Linked DNA regions of Capsicum annuum: region 2 is linked to region 1. The links are chromatin contacts, called in public Hi-C maps. All regions are on one chromosome and are shown on one strand. Each heading gives the region's core, a stretch centred on a gene start, on an enhancer-like site or on the middle of the called end of the contact. The rest is flanking DNA. Distances are from core to core; before and after follow the strand shown. Region 1 holds the start of LOC107847663 (proteasome subunit beta type-7-A). Region 2 has its middle 44 kb from the start of LOC124888472.

Region 1 (2,824 bases), core at 222-2,721:
TTCAAGTCCATTCTTATCACTTTTCATCATTTTTTCGCCAAAATCTTGTTCTATCAAAGGTTCTTCGATTAATCTTGAAATGCCCTATTCTGTCTTGCCAACGAATTCATTGCGACTCCAAATTTATTTAGTTCATACTATTTTTTTAAGAAAATCTTTTCCCCAATTTCAAATTCAAATTGAAAACTTTCTTCAATAATTTTATTCAAATCAGAAACTTTCTTAAAAGAACTGCAGATTTTGCTAATTGGTATGATAACCAGTAAAGAAAAGGTACATAGTCATCTTTTCCAGAGCAACCGTAACAGCGAGACCAACAGATATGACAAAAAATTTCTTGTCACAAGCTTGGCTCTGACCAGATACAGGTTTGAATTTTTTCTTTTCCCCCCTTAGTTGGTGGCTGAGGTGGTGGTGGTTGCCGGCGGCAATGGCGATTGGTTGGTGGTGGCAATGGTGGGTTAAATTTGTCATTTTGATGAAACTGAAGATGACCCATTTGGTGTGTATGTGTGTTGAAATTGAATCAAATTGATGTAATTGAATTGGGTGTGCTAAAGATGACCCATTTGGGTGTGTATGTGTGTGATAAAATTGTGTTCAATTTCAATTCAACAATGGAGCAACCATGATGTTTTGTTGAAAACTCCATTGTTGGAGAGAAGAAAGAAAGAAGAGAGAAGAGAAAGCAAATGAAAAAATAAATAAAAAACATAAAATTATTAAAAATCAGAAAATTGAGGGGTTATGTGACCAAAAAAAAGTTTTATAACGTTTTTAAATCATTCTCACTCGCTCAAAGGACGTGATTACACGCACTTGTCAAAGTGGGTAGATATATGCCATTAAAATATAAAAAAAAAAGTGTAAGGGATAATAGGACCCCCACAAAGTTCAATATGTTCAACTAAAAATCCGGTCAAAGTTCAAGTATTTTCCTGAGTATTTTCTCTATCAATAATTATGGTGTATGAAATAGTTAGAAATTAGTGTATCAATAATAGCAATTTTAAAATGTTTGAACTATCTATAAATTGAAATTGGTTTATCAATAATAATTATAATTTTATGGTGTCTGAAATATATAGAAATTGGTTATCAATAATTTTATGGTGTCTAAAATGTATAAAAATACATGTATCAATAATTTTATGATGTCTGAAATATATAGAAATTCGTGTAACTAATTGAAATCAGAATAACGTGTTTTATTTATAACCTTGACAGAAGTATCAAATTATGCAAAAGACATTTTAGTATATCTCAATTGAGAACGTAAACAACATTTTGTGAAAGTAGGATTTGTTCGAAGTCGCAATTGCCGATGGGAAATTTTGGTGATTCACAACATCGGGGAACCCTTGAGTCTCCAACACAAGACTGAATAAGGTTTGTTAATTTTCTATTGGTATATTTTGAAAAGTTGAAACTATTGATATATTTTATAGTAGTGACTCTTAGATGGTATATTTATGTGATTTGCCCTTTTATATATCTGAAAAGCGAATAGTTGTTGGGCCTAAGCAGAAGCAGCCCAAGCGAAGCTATTAATAGCAAAATGACACTGTAATTTCACCATCCATCTCTTAAGTATTTCTTATTCTTCAAGTTTTGGCTATTCTCTCTCTCCCGATTCCCAACTTTGATTTTCAGCATCACTCATCTGCAAACAGGTAAAGTGTCTGCTTACAAGTTCAATTTAATGCTTCTTAACAATTCACTGTTCTGCTCTAATCTTTTAATTTTTGGTATCTGTGGGTAGGTCTAATTTGAAGGTAAAATGGAAGTTCCACAAAAAGGTGGGTTTAGTTTTGATTTGTGTAGAAGGAATGAGATGTTGGTGAGTAAAGGACTTCGTTCTCCTTCTTTTCTCAAGACTGGTACTACCATTGTCGGCTTAATTTTTCAGGTATTGCAAATTCATCTGAGTGTCTATCGACCGTCGTTTCTCAGTAGATCCGTTGATATGTTAATGGGATCTTTAATATGAGAAGTGAGGTTAGTAGGTAATCGTATTGCCAAACTTGTCCTTTGTATTAGAAATCCCTTTCCTCAGAGAAAGAAGATGAATATTAGAATATCCACTGAGGGTAGATAATATTGCCTCGTGCTTGAAGGTTCTGTCTTGAGGAGGAGATAGGAGAAACTTCTTTTTTTGCTTAGTATACATGGATCTTCTTTTTTGCTTAGTATACATGGATTATATGCATTTATAACTTGTGTTTTCTTTCTTTTCTTCTTTTACTCCTTCCCCCTCTTTCTTCCGCTTAGAAACATGGAGTTCTATCTGCATTAATTAAGTTGTAAATGCAATGTAACTCTTCTAATAGTATCCCCTACTAGCGTGATTGGCAGGGAGGTGATTTTAGCCTCTCACCAAGCGAAGTATGGGATATATACCATTAAGGGATCATTCATTATCTATAGTCCTCCCAAACTACAACACTGGACGTAAGCTAATTCATGTCAACATAATAAACATAGTTGAGTTTCGCCTGGCACGCTAATCAACATAAGAATCCAAATTGTTCAAACCATACTGATGTAAGGACTAGGATGATCATTACTGTACTCTATGTAATTCCAGGCCAGCTATATTCCTACTTGGTGTTGTTTATAAAGTTATTGCTCTTTTATCTACATTTATTTATCTTTAGATTGATTCTGAGATACGATGTCCCACAAAAGATTTGCTTTTGAGATCTACTTTCTTTTACGCATTGGAAATAACTATTAAACATCTTTACATGCTCCGTTCCTATAAGAAGATTTGCCCAGATCCCTTATTAATAGCTCGAGTAAAGGTCAACATGAGTGGCCACAC
Region 2 (2,824 bases), core at 131-2,630, 69 kb after region 1:
TAATATCAAGCAATGTCACATCACAACCACCACTATCAACCGTCAACATCATAACAGTCACCACAATACCAACTATCACAATTATCACCACCAACATTACTAATCACTAAGATCAATCATTGTCACCACAACCACCATTATAAACTATCTCCACTATCACTAACAAACATAAATATTTTTTTCAATCAAATAATAATTTTGTTGTATTAAATTACATACTTTTCTGATATATAATTAGTTTTTTACTTGAATTGAATTTTTTTATTTTATTATAGATACAAATAATTTTTTTTTGCTCATTCAAATGTTGAAAAACAAATGGTCTTAATCATTCAATTTTTAGATCTAGAGACAACATCTTAATCATTCAGATGTGCATTCAGATTCAGACGTCTAAATCTTAAAATAAACAAATGAATCCTAAGTCTAACACAATTAAAGCCCATGTTGATAATTACTTTTGAAATTGCATCCACTGGTTGTTGATTTAACCCTTTTGCTAACATAACATCCATATGTGACACCCAATTTATACATGCTAGTTTACTCTTTGCCTTATTGAATTCACAATCCATCTTGAATTTATGTAAAGTGGTTGTGATGAAACTACAACAAAATGTTGGTTGATGATCAAAGGAAGTATACATAGATGAATGCTGAAGAAAGAGATGCTAAGGGAAGAGGATAATGATGGTGATTTCCACATATTTAGTCTTGTGAAGAAGTCTTTTTATTGTTTAGGACTCTTGAGGCAATTTGCCTATGGGGAGATAACTATTTATATACAGCTAAGATAAAAAAGATTGAAAAATCAATCAAAAATATCCCTTTCAAATTAATTAAATAGTATTATAAAATATATTGTATGTGGATGTCCAATATAGAGATTAACTTCAATTACTTTTTTTCTTGAAGTAGATAGTAATTCTCACAATTCTGTAACCTTCCTCATGATCTTCCCCATGACCTTTATAATTAAAAATGTTGAACACCAAAAAGTATATTTTTAACCATTATTCGCTTTACATTTTAGCACTTCTTATCGTCTTTAAAATATAAATTATGTTACTTTCTGCGTAGTATGGTGTTTGATGTATTGAATCAAAGCGGAATAAAAATGAGCAGATTGTGAAATGATCGTGAAACTTTGAAATAAAATAATTAAAAGTCCAAGAATTCATTCGTGATCGAGCTTAGGGGTCAAGAATTGAAGGCACACAAAGAGAATGAAGGAAAATAGATGAAACAACATATTTTGGCCTAGCGTTACACGAACCTCATCACGTCTGCCTTCCTGCTGAGTTGGGTGTCAAGCTTCTGAGAAAATGGAATCACTGGCTAACTGCTTAGGCCCAGCACGAGTCGCGACGCGTCAAGGTCAGTTAGATGATATTTTGTACTACGCCCATCGAGGGCAATTTCGTTCGGAAATTTTGTGGCATTCTATATAGGGGGAATGGACACAAAAAGCCATTCCGCCAAAGCAATTACCAACCGAGTGACCACTATTTTTGTATTTTCACTATACAGCCATTTAGGCCTTTTTGCTCCTACTTCTTCCTCCTTCTTTTTTATTTTATTTTTTTTCGCTATTTTTTTTACTGCTTTATTTTTATAAAATGAATAAATATACTCTTTTAATTTTTTTTTAACAATCAAATGCGATTTTGTAGTTTTTTCCTCTAACTCTTCACTTCTATTTTATATATAATTCCTGTGTAATAAATATATAATCAATATATAAACAATGTACATTTATAGATAATTATTTTGATATATATTTTCTACAATTGTTATACATTTTTTATACACATCTTATATGTATACATATTCTATACAATAATTATATAATTTTTGTATACATCCTATACATATACATATTCTATTCAACAATTATAAAACTTTTAACACATCCTATACAATGTTGCAACAATTATTTAGATACACATTCTATACAACATTATACATTATGTATACATATCGTATATTAAAAAATATATTCTATGAACAATTATACAGTTTAATACACATTCTATACAATAATTATACAGTTTTCTTCCACATTTTATACAACAGTTAAATAATTATTATACACATTCTATACAGCCTTTGGTGGCAATTATTATTTGAATACGAATTTTATACAACAACTATAATTTTTATGCACACACATATTTTATACATATACATATTTGATATAACTATACAATTTCTATACACATATCATATATAGTTACACCAAGAACTGCACTTAGATTTATTGGAGTTATACCGCTTTTATAAAATTGTACTTAATTATTACTTTTAAACAATAAAAAATCTGAATTTTTCTAGTCAAAAAATTTATAGCAAAAAAAAAAACTAAAATATTAACGTTATATTTATGGAATTATGATTAATGGATCCCTTAAATTCAGTAACAACTTTTCAATTTTGAAACACCAAATCTATTTCAACGATCAAAATTAGAGATTAAGGAAACTCGATTGAATTCGACAATTACATCAGAATTGCACTCTCTGTAATAATATACATTGCAAACCAATATTAGTTTAATATGCAAAAATCTTAAACAATTTTTTCCAAAACTTGAAAAGATAAAAGAATGCTTAATATTCATCCCTAATAGTCTGTCATATACATCACAATGCTATGTATATAGGTTGAAATAAACATACCTCAGCTTGTCTAACAGAGCCATGTACATAATTGTATTACGTATAACATTGTTACGCTTATACATAACTATGTAATATATATGTTCTGAAAATACAACAGTCTAAAAGTGTCTGTTTCAACACATATACATAACAGATTATGTATA

What was found. Hi-C and Micro-C count contacts between places; a contact is called where the count stands out from the background.
Region 2: a Hi-C map of leaf shows a contact between it and region 1, with 1.7 times the contacts expected there. The contact joins the enhancer-like site here to the promoter of LOC107847663 in region 1. A contact is called at or near these places in 2 of 5 Hi-C or Micro-C datasets (leaf and placenta).

Annotation. Positions count from the first base shown.
Region 1 is chr11:85,683,713-85,686,536 of UCD10Xv1.1, forward strand. LOC107847663 (proteasome subunit beta type-7-A) reads left to right here and starts at 1,472. Exons shown (of 9, transcript XM_016692054.2): 1 at 1,472-1,673; 2 at 1,763-1,909. The coding sequence starts at 1,781.
Region 2 is chr11:85,753,276-85,756,099 of UCD10Xv1.1, forward strand. It overlaps the pseudogene LOC107846343. Among protein-coding and RNA genes, the nearest start is that of LOC124888472, 44 kb to the left of the region's middle. Within about 2 kb of position 1,381, at least 4 of the 5 cell types and tissues checked have an H3K27ac peak or open chromatin away from gene starts, as enhancers often do. A contact at or near this core is called in leaf, where this site is marked.